2 separate regions of the Sus scrofa genome follow, and region 2 is linked to region 1. The links are chromatin contacts, called in public HiChIP or PLAC-seq maps. All regions are on one chromosome and are shown on one strand. The core of a region is the stretch at or near the end of the contact, and the rest is flanking DNA. Distances in the headings are between cores, read along the strand shown.

The links. HiChIP or PLAC-seq counts read pairs in DNA pulled down with a chosen protein or histone mark.
Region 2: a contact with region 1 is called in an H3K27ac HiChIP or PLAC-seq map of alveolar macrophages. The contact joins two enhancer-like sites. A contact is called at or near these places in 1 of 47 Hi-C or Micro-C datasets (epiblast stem cells) and 1 of 2 datasets of contacts at active chromatin or transcription factors (alveolar macrophages).

What each region holds. Positions count from the first base shown.
Region 1 is chr6:131,443,806-131,451,226 of Sscrofa11.1, forward strand. No RefSeq gene overlaps it. Among named protein-coding and RNA genes, the nearest start is that of ADGRL2, 920 kb to the right of the region's middle. Within about 2 kb of position 4,681, at least 2 of the 83 cell types and tissues checked have an H3K27ac peak or open chromatin away from gene starts, as enhancers often do. A contact at or near this core is called in alveolar macrophages, where this site is marked.
Region 2 is chr6:131,705,096-131,711,768 of Sscrofa11.1, forward strand. No RefSeq gene overlaps it. Among named protein-coding and RNA genes, the nearest start is that of ADGRL2, 660 kb to the right of the region's middle. Within about 2 kb of position 1,791, at least 3 of the 83 cell types and tissues checked have an H3K27ac peak or open chromatin away from gene starts, as enhancers often do. A contact at or near this core is called in alveolar macrophages, where this site is marked.

The DNA of each region.
Region 1 (7,421 bases), core at 3,431-5,930:
GTCCTTATATACATTATAAAATTTGCAACAGGTAGGTCACAACAACCCTGGTAATAAAGAGTAATATTCACATCTCAGAGTTCCCATCATGGCTCAGTGGTTAACGAATCCTAGGAACCATGAGGTTGAGGGTTCGATCCCTGGCCTTGCTCAGTGGGTTAAGGATCCAGCATTGCTGTCAGCTGTAGTATAGGTTGCAGATGCGGCTCGGATCCTGCATTGCTGTGGCTCTGGTGTAGGCTGGTGGCTACAGCTCCATTAGACCCATAGCCTGGGAACCTCCATATGCCATGGGCACGGCCCTAAAAAAGACAAAAAAATAAATAAATATTCATGTCTCTATTTTGCAGATAGGAAAACAGACTTAGAGAAGTCAACTTTCTTAAAATGGCTCAGTTTTTCATCTAGAAGAGGCATTATAGAAATGTCTCTTACCAGTTCCTCTGCTTGGCAAGTGAAAGATTTGCTGTAGATGACCCATCACGGTAAGTGCTAAACCTCTCCCTGACTACTGTATAGACAGAGCTATGTAGGCACCCATGCTCTACTGAGGCATGAGCTCCTGACAAGAAATAAAGTCAGTCTCAGGAAAGGTGATTTTTATGATGTCTTTGATCACTATTTATGAGTAGAAAGTAATCAAGTGGTCCCAAGTAGCCCAGGTTGTCAGCCAAAGGAGCCTTCCTGGGAAGTTTAGTCACCAATGAACAATAACAACAACAAAAACAGGGGCTCTATCTATCTGCTGGCCCTCCTACCTCATTGACAGCACAGTGTACTCTGCTTTTCAGTCTTCTGGGATGTCCCTCCTGAAGGAGAGTACCTGTACATGTGGGTTTTCAATTTCCTCCATCTTTGCATCTTTACTCCTTTTTTTTTTTTTTTTTTTTTTTTTTTTTGGCTTTTTGCTATTTCTTTGGGCCGCTCCTGCAGCATATGGAGGTTCCCAGGCTAGGGGTCCAATTGGAGCTGCAGCCACTGGCCTACGCCAGAGCCACAGCAACGCGGGATCCGAGCCGCGTCTGCAACCTACACCACAGCTCACGGCAACGCCGGATCCTTAACCCACTGAGCAAGGGCAGGGACGGAACCCTCAACCTCATGGTTCCTAGTCGGATTCGTTAACAACTGTGCCACGATGGGAACTCCTCCAGCTTTGCATCTTTACTCTTTCTCTCTCTTTTTTTTTTTTTTTTTTCCTAACCTCTTCAGGGTTACTACTGGAGATGTCAAAAAAAAATCTTGGGGGAAAGGAAAATGAGCTCTTCATCAGAAGCTGGTCATGGATACTTGATGTCAGGTCATTTGAATGCAACTAAATTCACCCCAAACATCCATGAATACATTTGCATGGGAGCACAAGTATTTTAAGCTATGGTACTAGTAGCCGGACAGAAAAATACAACTGATTTTTTAAAGTTGTGTATGTATGTTCCATATGGAAGCTGAATAATACAGTTTGTTTCTGTTCTAATCAAATACTAACTCTGTTCTTTGGTTAGCCCCCAAGTGTTCTCTACTCTCCCACTCAAACCCTGATCACAACTGCAGAACCTATCTCTAAAGTTCGCAGTCTGTCTTGCAATCAGCCAGAGTTTTCCATGCAGGGCAGCAAACGCAGTCATGGTGGTCCCTTCCTGATACCTTCCTAGGTGTTCCGGTTACTCTATGAAGTTTACAAACTCTTTCTCTATCCAGCCCCTTCTGGTGAAATTAGGTGGATCTCATCAGCTAAAGAATAATTACCATTTTGTTCTCTAAACACACACTTCACATGTCACTCAGCAGATTCCACCTGCCTTGTAACTGTGGATTCTGGGAAGGAAATGGGACATTTTTCTCAACTTCTGGCTCTCCGGTAATACAATCTTTATGAAAGGACAATGCAGGTGTTTTTCAGTGCAAGATTCCAGATCCTCTAACAGGGTCCCTCAAAGTCAGCCTCAGCCTTTGAATCTCCCTCCTTAATTCACTCTTCCTACCTCCTCCTCCTTTCCCTCTTTTTTTCTGCAGAGCTTTCAAACAGGGCTGCCAGTGTTTGTGCTCTGAATGGTGCTTTAAGGTTGCAGTTCCCAGGTGTCTCAAGCTAAAATTCCTGGGGTAGAGAACATTTATAGCTCAGCACATGTTTTCATAGTCAATGGGAAAAAATTCTTCCGAGGCTCCTAATGGACTTTCTTCAGTAATATGCTTCATGGCACCCCTGGTTGTGGGGGGAGAGTGACGCTGCCAGAATATTTCTTTTTTATGGCTTTTGTTGCTTTGACAGCTTTGATTTTATGGCAACTTTAATCATGTGTGTCCTATTTCTTCACCTCTGGCATTTTGCAAATATTCCATTTCTCTATCGCTGCTACCATAACTGCCTTCAACAAATTGTGATTCATCAAACTGTTTCCCCATGTCCTTCTATTACATCCACAGGGGAAACCCCAAAGGGAACTACATCAAGCAAACAAGGCAATGCTAAATGCTCATGAGTAAGAAAATCTATTAATTAAAAAGGGGAGGAGAGAGAGAAGAGGAAGGAAAAATATTACGTGTATAAGTTAATGCAGCCCCAAGACACCACAGGCAGTAACTTACACACTGACACTTTACACAGGCTTTATGAGTCTGTTTACTCTATTCATGCCTATTCATTAAAAAAAAAATGCACTATCAGGTATAAAAACACAATGTACACGTGTTATCTTAAAGATACAGGGAGTCAATAGATCATACGTGAGCTTTAACAATATTATATTTACCTTTCTTGTATATTCATAGAATAATGGAAGTGGAAATGAAAAAGAGCTGGAGATGGAAAAGACCAAACAGGTTATCCATTCAATCTTGCTCTGTCAGAAGATTGTTCTGGAGTGATACATCTTGGGTTTTGTCATGTGGAAATTAGTGTGTGCTCTGTGTCATAGTTTTCAACCACTTCGGAGCAGTTTACTTCTGAAGAGTAGAATTCTTGGACACAGGCTGTTTTCCCCCAACACCAGAAGTAAATTTTGACTTCACTAATTTTCTCACCCTTTCTTCTCATTTTAATTCCCGGGATGTTGTATAAAAATGAACTCTGCTGTTTTGACATTTATACTATTCTGATATTCCTTGGATGATTCTCTGGTTTCTATTACTTATCTAAAATAAATCCAGTGACTGGTTCTCCTTTTTTCCTGAGAGGTCGCCCCTAGGAAATATATATCACCCATCAGGCCAACTGTTTTGTGTTTACCATTTTCCCGAGAGGATGAGATTAGGATAATGTTCAGAAGATCTTTGCAAAAGGAAATGCCTCTCCTCAGCCACTCTCCTTCTGGCACTCTCCAACTAGGGAGAATTGCCCATGAGCCCCTGCAGCTCGCATGCCTCACACTAGCAGCCATTTCTGCCTATTGAGCATGTATTTTTCGGATTAATTTGTCCCACTTTACGCTTAAATCTTACTTAGCTATAAGCCCTGTTTCTGTTCCAAGACAGTATGGTCCATTTTTAGGACTCCTCTTTTCTTGCAAATATTGGTACTGTTTTCAGATTTCATTAAAGTGCTATTTACTCTCTTTTATAGATCATTACGGATTTTTTTAAATTTTGAGTGAAGTTAATGCTATAGTTTGTAACATTACCTCTCTAGATTGATCAATTCATGGTCCTTTAAAAGCATTTTACTGCTTTTTTACAAAAGTTAAGCCAGTTTCAGGTTGTTGACTTTGAGGCCACCCTCAAGAAAGAAGAAAAGAAAAAAGATATGATGCTATAAAATATTTTACAAAATGCATTATCATTATCAGATTTATCTACATGCCTAAAAAAAGTTTTAGAGTTTGTGACACTGATGACAAAAAGCATAGATTATAAGTGCCAAGAGTTTATTTACTTTTTACCTCCAAATCTATCAAAAAGTATAAAGATGATAAGCCCACGCAGAATGAAGTTTGTATATTTAGATAACACATCAGTTGTTCAAAGCCAACTAATTTTAACATGTGAGTTTTGCTATATAAAACACCTAGGTTAACCTCATAAACAGGGATTCATAAAATCAAGGACTAGAAAATACCGGTGTAGGTGTCCAGAAATTGTGCTGTAAAGTTTCCATGTATTAAGTCTAAACCTTGTAACATCCCTGCAAGTCATAGGGGCAAACTAAGGTACAGGGAGGTAACTTGCCTAAGATCACAGAAAAGATTAAATAACAGAGACAGAATTAGAACACAGGTGTATATCCCCAACTTCTACAGGTATGCAGAATATGGATCAAAAGAAGAAAAGACCAGAGCCAAGGGTCAAATGAAGGATCTCTGTAGTCGTCCAGGTATGCACAATGCTACAGAAGCATGAAAAGCATGGTCATATGGACATGCGATAAAGTGAAAACAGACATGAAGTGGAGCTGCAGTAATTACAATGGGAGAAGTAAATAGAAGCCTGGTCATAAAGAACTTGCTCTTTGCTGCCCAAAATAGTTCCAAATTTATCCTACTGATAGTCATTGAAGAGCTTTAAGCAAGAACGCTGGGATCCCTCTGATTTAGAACATCAAAGGTAATTTGAAGATAATAAGGATGGACAAGGAAACCCACTAACAGGGATTATGCAATACACTAGGTAAAGACTGAGGCAATTTTGAAGTAAAGCAAAGGACAGTGAAAGCAGAAGTAATGAGTAATGCTAATTAATTCATTTGCAGAGTAGAGTTGAGTAAAAGAGAGACTACCTCACTGCTGAGTATACAGTGATGCCTTTCATTGGGGTAGAAATGTAGAACTCAGAAACTGTTACAAAAAAAAAAAGACATGTATATACAGGGGTAAGGACACCGAAGGGAGAGGGAGGTCAGGCTGGATGAGTTTGTTTTGGAGATGGCTAAGTTTAATTTGATACCGTTGAGTTTGATGGATGCATACAGTACAGTACAGTTCAATAATATTAGATGCAATTACTCCCCTCAAAATATAAAAAGTTGTGTTCTAAATTGCGAGGATTTTCCAAACATGCATACCCAGGCCCTACTTTAGATGTTATGACTCAGAAGAAAACTGAGACAGATACTGAGACAATGATTCTACTTCTAGCTTCATTACCTATACACTGTTCCTGTGCAAATCGAGATCTCTAAATGGCTTTATTTCTAAACAGTTAATATAATAGCACTCGTAAACTACCTCATGGACAGCAATTTAATACAAAGATCATTTAGGTCAAGTGCTCTGAAATCTGAGAGAAACAAACTCTAAACAGAAATATCACATGAATTTATGTAACTTTTGGGAAAATATGTCAGATGTATTTGGAACAACTCTTTTTTGACTCATGAATTTCACTGCATAGCTTCCTCCTCTTGTGAAGTAACAACTTTTGAGTTATATTTTATTGTTTACAATGAACCTTTACATATATAGTAATATTGGCTTCCAAATGAAGTTTATGAGGTAGACTGGGCAAGTTGCTTTATCCACATTTTACAAATGAGGAAATTGGTCTCAAAGAGGTTAAATGACTTACCCAATGTAATCCTGGCACAATATCTTTCAAATATTAACAAATATATCTGATAAAACCATGATTGCTTCAATTTATATTCAAAAGCATGTTATTTAACTTCTATGAAGCTAATGATCTCATGACATTTTTCCTCTACCATTATCTACTGAATTCAGTGTTATAGACATACTCTCTAAATGACCCTATTTTGCCGAGAAAATGTTTTTCTGTCATTATTTTTTCAGCTCTTAAAAGAGGGGCAGAGAATTGTCTATCCACAATTTTCCCTTCCTTTTGCTCATTTTATCCATGTGCCTATACCTCAGAAAATATAATTTTGTACTTCATTATACATAATACAATGTATTATATTATTGATATTATATATTATATACAAAAAGTTGTGTCTTCCAATATGAAAATTTTCCAAATATGTATAACCAGGCCCTATCTTAGAGATTACCATTCAGTAGTTCTGAGGTGAAGTTTAGGCTAGCAAAAAGCAACCAACCAATCAAAAACAACCCCCTCCCCCCCAAAACACTGACAAAGCTTAACAAAATACATATATATATATATCTCCTCTGGTGGATGTACAGTGGCCCAAAGTAAATGTATATATATAATATAAAATTTTGGCCCAGGAGCAAATCCTGAACAATTTAACACTATTAAGGATACATCATTCTCCTTAATGGTGACTGGCATACAGATGGGCATATATAGCATATGTTAATAATCCTTTAAAGTATTTAATTTTAAAAAGTTGACTCATTTCATACTTTTTCACTTACTAGGTATCACATATGCAATAGAGTAAATGTATTAGAAAGGGGTATACTAACTAAGCCATTGGATATTAAGTGACGTACAAATGGCCTCAGTGTGGCATCTGACGCCTTCAAAAATTTTATTCAAAATCACTTATGTTTGTTTAGTGTATTTTTCTGGTTAGACTATCTACAGCTTTTATCAGTCTCAAAGGATTAAGAACCACTGTGTAGGATAAAAAGAATCCTCTTCCTTTACTATTCTTGAATCAGATTGACACAAACCAACATGTTCATTCAAATAAAGAATAATTTGGAGTTCCTTCATGGCTCCATGGTTAACGAATCCGACTAGGAACCATGAGGTTGCGGGTTCGATCCCTGGCCTTGCTCAGTGGGTTAAGGATCCAGTGTTACCGTGAGCTGTGGTGTAGGTTGCAGATAAGGTTCGGATCCCACATTGCTGTGGCTCTGGTGTAGGCCGGTAGCTACAGCTCCAATCGGACTCCTAGCCTGGGAACCTCCATATGCCGCAGGAGTGGCCCAAAAAATGGCAAAAAGACAAAAAAAAAAAAAAAAGATTTGATCTCTGATTTATCACTTCCTATAAGAATAGAGCATGTATATAATTTATATATAAAGCTATACCACTTGGTGGAGGATAGAAAATACAAGAAGCAGTAGATGTGTTTTTCAAAAAGGAAGATATAAATTAGGCAATTGGATTTTTAGTTCTGCATCATTTCATTCACAGCAATATAGAGTGGTTTAATATTCCTTCCAATACCAATAAAATAAGCATATGAAAAATGTAGGAAAAAATATTTGGAATGGTACATACAGTATTCATAAAGTTATATTGCTAAACTTTGGAAGAGCAAACCTAACACATTTATCACAGTGTCTACCATTCTGGATTCATCTCTGAAAACTCCATCCTACCCCCAGCCCCATCCACTCCCAAGCTCTATCTATAAAGGAAGTACTCTTCTCTCTAGAATTAAAATGTCTATTTCTCTATGCTTCTGAACATATCATCCCTTCTCTCACAATATTCTCTCCTGTCCTCTTCACTTGTTGCCTGACATATGACCCATTACTCATTACGTGTTCCAGAGTCACTTCCTCTGAGAAGAGCTTCTTAGGAAGAGTATGACACTCACTCTTCTTTGCTCT
Region 2 (6,673 bases), core at 541-3,040, 260 kb after region 1:
CCTTCAGGAAAACAAGCCCTGGGTGTAAGATGCACAAAACTGGAATCCTCTAACTAGAATTGTGCTGAGAATGACTACAGAAAATTGCCGAAGCAGTAGAAATTTGTAGAAAAATAAAATTTTCCTTTGAACGCCAAACATTATTTGAGATTATAATGTTGAGTATAAAAAGCCAGTTAAAAACAAGAGTTTTGCATGGGAAAGAGAAAAAAGGGAAAGAATCAAGAAAGGAGGAAGAGATTGAGGAGAGGAAGAGGGAAGGAAAAGAGAGAGAGAGGGAGAGTGAAAGAGAAAAATGGTTTTGAAACATTTAAATAAAGTTGATTCTGGCTACTGTGAGTGAATATCAGTTGTTTTGTATACTAATATATATCTTAGAAGCAAAACAACTTACACTTTATCAAAATTTATTTAGTCCATAAGTGCCAGAATTCTCATAACCCTCTTTTTGCCAGATACCCAAGATTCCATCTGCTTACTTGCTAAAAACAACAGCTAGTGATTTCTTTAGTGTTTTCATGAAAAAGTGATTCACAAATAAATCTGAATTTTACTTTTCCACAATGTTTATTATATTAATCTCTCCAGAGGCTTCAGGTTTATATATCAGATACGCATCGATAGGTTCACTGTCCTTAGGTTGTAAAAGAATAAAAGAATTCTTTCTTCTTAGGAACATTCAGCTCATTACAGCTACCAAAAGTGAGGTTGCCAGTAAAAGATGAAACACTGGCCTAGCAGTCATGTTGGTTTTTCATTGCTTGTCTGGCTCTTTCAAGTCTCAATTAATTACTGAAAAAAAAAAATTATGGTGACTAAGAATGAAAGTAGTCTAGAAGAAAGAGAACTGTACATTTTGGCCACAGGAAATGTGACTTCTGTTCTTGGATTGTCTAGCTCCATCACCCAGTCCTGACTGACTTTGGAAGAATTCAGTTGCCTCTATTTCCCCAACAGTAAAGTAGGAATGAGCTGCAATTCCTACTGCCCGGGACTCTAATAAAAGGATGATGGATAATATGTATGCAAAAGTCCCATGTATATTTAACAAGTTATATTATTACTACTTTTATTTTATTTTATTTTATTTTATTTTGCCTCTAGTTATCAGTGAGCTTGTGCCAGGCCCTGTGCTAAGAACATTATATCCTTTAATCTTTAAATAAGCTATAGCATTATTGTCTTTTGAGAATTATAAAACTCAAGCCATTGCAGTTTATTCATCTTCTGCCCCAAGGTCTGCTCATTTGCTGTGCTATCTGCTGGGATCACTAGAGCAATGATCTCATCCATCAGCCATCCGGGAGCCAGCTGGTCTCTGCCGTCCACTGTGGCAGAGGCTCCCAGGCCCACGTGTTGCTCACAGCAACCTCACCTCATGCCTGGGGACCCCAATTTCACCGCTGATGCAGATGATGCTGCCTCAACCATGCAGATGCATAGCAGAAGCATCAGGGAGCGCGAATCCCAAGAGGCAAAGATTGGCCATTGTGAGATGGGGATGAGAGACTATCTTTTTCTCTCTTTCCGTCCTCCTTTCATACTGTTTGGAGATATAATAGCTTCTTTTTTTTTCCCAGGGCTGCACCCTTGGCATATGGAGGTTCCCAGACTAGGGGTCTAATTGGAACTGTAGCCGCTGGCCTACACCAGAGCCACAGCAACACCAGATCTGAGCCGTGTCTACCACCTACACCACAGCTCACGGCAATGCCGGATCCTTAACCCACTGAGCAAGGCCAGAGATCAAACCCACAACCTCATGGTTCCTAGTCGGCTTGTTTCCGCTGCGCCACGATGGGAACTCCCACAGTATTTTCTTCATCCTCTTTCTCGGAAGACGTCCTAAGAAACCAAGCAGTTAATTGATCACAAAACTGTGGCCAGTTCCATAAATTAGTTCCTAAATGTTTGTTCTCAGTTGATCACAAAGTAATTCAATTCCGTGAATTGCTTCCTAAAAAACTATTTACAGGGATACAATAAAATCAAACGCCAAAATGTTTATCCGAGTTCACTGATGCTACTTAATCCAGCAATCTGTCACAGGAGTCATATTACGCAAGTCCCATTTTCACTCAGTTGCCAGAGTCACTTGGGAAAGTCACATCTACTCATGCACTTTGGTTTCTTAATCTATAAACAGGAGCCTGAAGTAGGTCCCTTCCAGATCTGCATTTCATAATGTTTGCCTCGATCCCACTGGGGACTGCGGTAAGTCCCGCAGAAGAGAGGGCTGAAGGGTTTTGCTCGGACCTCTGCTGCCATCTCGCAGTCAGTTCAGGCCCAGGGTTTGAACCGGAAGATACCGCTGATTCCTATTTCAGGATTGAGGATGCTGAGGTCGCACCTGCGTGAGTTTCTCGCTGTGCTACTGTGAGTGAATGTCAAAGAAAAAGTTAGTGCCTGACTCCTAACATGGAAAATGGTGCACTAAATTTTGTCATTTTCCCCACTGTTTTATTATCCGTACCTGTTGAGAAAAAAGTGATTAAGCAGTGAGTGTTAGCTTGACTTACAGAGTGAGAAGAAACTGCATGCTGGTGGAGCAGCTCTGCTCTATGATTAGCTAATGAAGCAGAGGGGAGAGTGGATGAGGAGAAATAATGAGGCCGTGGAAACCAGGGTGTAGGGAAGAACTAACACACCCCCATTGGGAGCAGAGGGCAGACTGACTTACTATGAGGAGTTTGATTTAATGCACAAGATTTTCATCCCCCCCCCCCTTCTTCTTGTTCCACCGTCTCTGACTTCAAGAGAATCTCTATGCTCATGGTTCAACCCTTGCACCATGAAACACAAATATACAGTCAGAATATGGCCCTTCAACAAAGCAGCCTTCATCTGATTCTTAGTTTCAGTGTTACAGAATGGTACCCACTGCAATACTTAAAACTTTTATACATAGTAGTTAATACCTCCTAATCCCCTGTCTTGCCCCTCCCTGCTACCCTCTCCCCACTGGTAAGCACTAGTTTGATCCGCTGAATATGTGAGTCTGCTTCTTTTTTGTTACATCCACTGGTTGGTTTTATTTTTTTTTTTTATTCCACCTATAAGTGATTCCGTACAGTATTTGTCTGTCTCTATCTGACTTATTTCACTAGGCATAATATCCTCCAGTCCACCCACTGCAATACTTATTAATAGTGCATTTAGTTCCTTTGTGCTGGGCTTACACTTTTCTGAGTTAAACAGAATCAATTCCTGTTGTCTACAGGCCTGCATTTCAGACCACATGATATTAAAGTGGTCAAAATAGAATTATCCAACCTGGGTGATAATAGAGAAAAGGCAAGCCTATTCTAAATAAGTATTGCATTGTATTTTGAGTTCAGCAGTTGTGGTTTCTGAGGAGTGAGTGAGGAGCACATTAGAATACAAGAGAGATTCAATATCACACACGCCTAGTGGGGATGGCTACATGGAAAAAGAAAATGAAAGGGACTTTTGAAGGCTGTAAGGGACGTTATCTGGCAGATTCAGACAGGGGAAGTACTCCAGACACAGGGAGGGGAAGCCATAAAGGTATGCAATTAGAAGAAAATTGAGGTGTCTCCAGAATGAGGGAGAGCATGAACTGAAAGAAGGGCGAAAAATTGAATTGAGTGGTAAGATTAGTATGGAAGGAGAGAGAAGAATAGATCAAGAGATCCAGATGCCAAGAAAAACTAGAAAGAATGAAGGAAGTTGAGGGTCTTACTATTTTGCTCACAATCAGTATGGTGTTATTTCCTTTCCTGCACAGTCGGAAGTACTGATTCTCAAATTTCTTCTTTTCCTTTACTTTCTTGGTAGTTGTGAGCATGTCAATCCTGTCACTTGTGTTTTTGTTGTTCAAATTTTGGATTAGGCTCAAAAAAGTTGCCAAGAAGTCTTCAACTTTAGAAGAATTCACCATCCTGATCTGGGGGAGATGGTCAGCTTACCTGCCTTTTGACCCATTCATTCAAGAAACATTTATTGAGCTACTCTATTTCATTAACTGCTTGAGTCTATCTGAATCTCTTTGTAATTTAGTCACAAATTGAAAAATATGCTTGGCTTTGTTTTTCATGTATAAAGAGACCTGGGTTTTTGGCAGGATATTTAAAATATGAATAAACAAATGTTAAAATTATGAAAGTTATGACATAGCTAATCAATACATTTCAGAAATTATAGTCAGCTCTGTGTAGATACAATTCATGAAAATATCCTTCTTAAAAAATTAAATTAAAGGAGTTCTCATTGTGGCTCAGCGATAACGAATCTGGCTAGTATCCATGAGGATACAGGTTCAATGCCTGGCCTAGCTCAGTTGGTTAAGGATCGGGCATTGCTGTGAGCTATGGCTTAGTTCGCAGATGTGTCTCAGATCTGGTGTTGCTATGGCAAGGTTTAAGCTGGCAACTGCAGCTCTGATTCAACCCCTAGCCCAGGAACTTCCATATGCTGAGAGTGTGGCCCTAAAAAGACAAAAAAAAAAAAAAGAAAAATTAAATTAATAAATAGAAAATATCCTCAACTTCCCTTTCCCTCTCCCAGACATACAATGAGCAATCAAGTCCTGCCCATCCTTCCTCCACAATCCCTCAAACCAGACCCCCTCTCCATTCCCACTCATCTCTCTCTCTCTACCCTAATATCCAACCTCTTCAGTATCTCAAGACCACAGTTCTCCCCTCTGCCATCTTTCACCACTGGAATAAGAAACACAATGCTCTATGCACACCGGTGATCTGTCCTTCCTCTCCGCAGAAACAGGCAAAGGCTCACCTAGAATAACATACATACTTTTTCCCACATTGTTCCAAACCTCCCACAATCAGTCCTCAGGCTATTTTCCAAAAGAGACAGTCCCCTCCTCTCTTCACATTCCACATTTCTCACGGCCAGTTCTGTGCCTTGGTTTCTACACCTTAGGAAGGGATAATAACGGTACCTCCTCCACAGCAGTATTGAAGGATTCAGTAAGTGTCTGGCCCCAAATCAGCACTATCTGCATGAAGGTTATAAATATTATATATCAGAAGATCCCACTGTGGCTCAGTGGTAACAAGCCTGACTAGTATTCATGAGGACATGGGTTCAATCCCTGGCCTCACTCAGTGGGTTAAGGATCCAGAGTTGCCTTGAGCTATGGTGTAGCTCACTGATGCAGCTTGGATCCCAAGTTGCTGTGGCTGTGGTGTAGGCCAGCAGCTGTAGCTCTGATTCAACCACTAGCCTGGGAACTTCCATATGGCATGGGTGCTGCCCTAAAAAGCATTTATATATATATAATAGCATTTACATACATATATATATATATATATATATATATATATATATAATTTGTAGCACTAACATAAGCCCAACTTTGAATATTTGCTTATATGAGTATGTATTTCCCAATTCTCAACTGTATTTTCTGCTAATGTTCTAAGTCTTATTTGCCGAGGTGTCTCTTTTGATTATGCTCTGGGTTAGGCATTTTCGCAGTGTTATGTCATTTAACCAGCTTCATATGAACCCAGAGAGGATATCTAATTTTCAGGCCCCAAAGAGAGTTATTTGGGTGAAGCGAATAACTTGCTCCATTAGCTTGATCTGGTAACAAATCAAGGCCTGCGTGTAAGTGGACTCCATAACATTGGAGGACTATTTCAGCCTACAGGCTGAAACCTGGTTTTATCAAGCTGTAAGATCTATTTAAAACATGCTTTTTGAAAGCTGTATTGCATAAAGTCTGGATTTGAAATCACAACCCAAGGGGTCCTTTGGAAGATTTTTAGTAGAGCTTCTAGCCTGAAACAGAAGCACCTGAGATAGAAGAAAATCTCTTCTGTTTTTAAGTATCATCTGAAAAGATTTTCAAATCATCCTTCATAACCCACTGCAAAATTGGTATCTCAGAATTTTTAAAGTGCCTTCACTACGATATAAATTATCCTGCAAAATCCACTTTTTGTTTTTTCTTTCTTTTGTAGAAATGAAACTAATTAGTACACTTTGATATAATAATAATTCCACTATTTAAGCACCTCTTTTCCTTATTTATTTTTTTTTGTAGGCTGTGTCCGCAGCATATGGAAGTTCCCATCCTAGGGGAGGAATAGGAGCTCCAGCTGCCAGCCTACACCTCAGCCCAGCAACGCCAGATCTTAGCTGCTTCTGCCACCTATACCACAGCTCACAGCAATGCTGGATCCTTAACCCACTGAGCAAGGCCAGGGATCGAACCCGCATCCTCATGGTTCCTAGTCGGGTTCATTACTGCTGAGCCACAATGGGAACTCCCTAAGCACCTCTTTTTCTAGATTAAATAAATATCAGCAGTCTAATCATCTCTGTGCCTCTTCACAAACTTGCTCAGAAATTTCCCATGTAAATTTGTAAAGACGAAACTAGTACAAAGAACTCCAGTTTCCCTATTGATAAACTTTGTAAAAATAGTAAGTCAGATTCTTTAGTTAGATATTTTTCTATAATTTTGGAACTGATCAGTTTCTCCTGGTAATATGTTACATCTGTTTGATACTAGTAGACTTGACTATATTTTAATATTTTTATTAAATTTTGATTGTTTAGTATTTAAATTATTTCTATGGATAGTTTTATGTTTTACGTGATGTAATCATATTTACATTGTTTATACTTTTGATCTTATAAGATCTTTCTATATATGGTTCTCTTTACAATTTTTTCATTT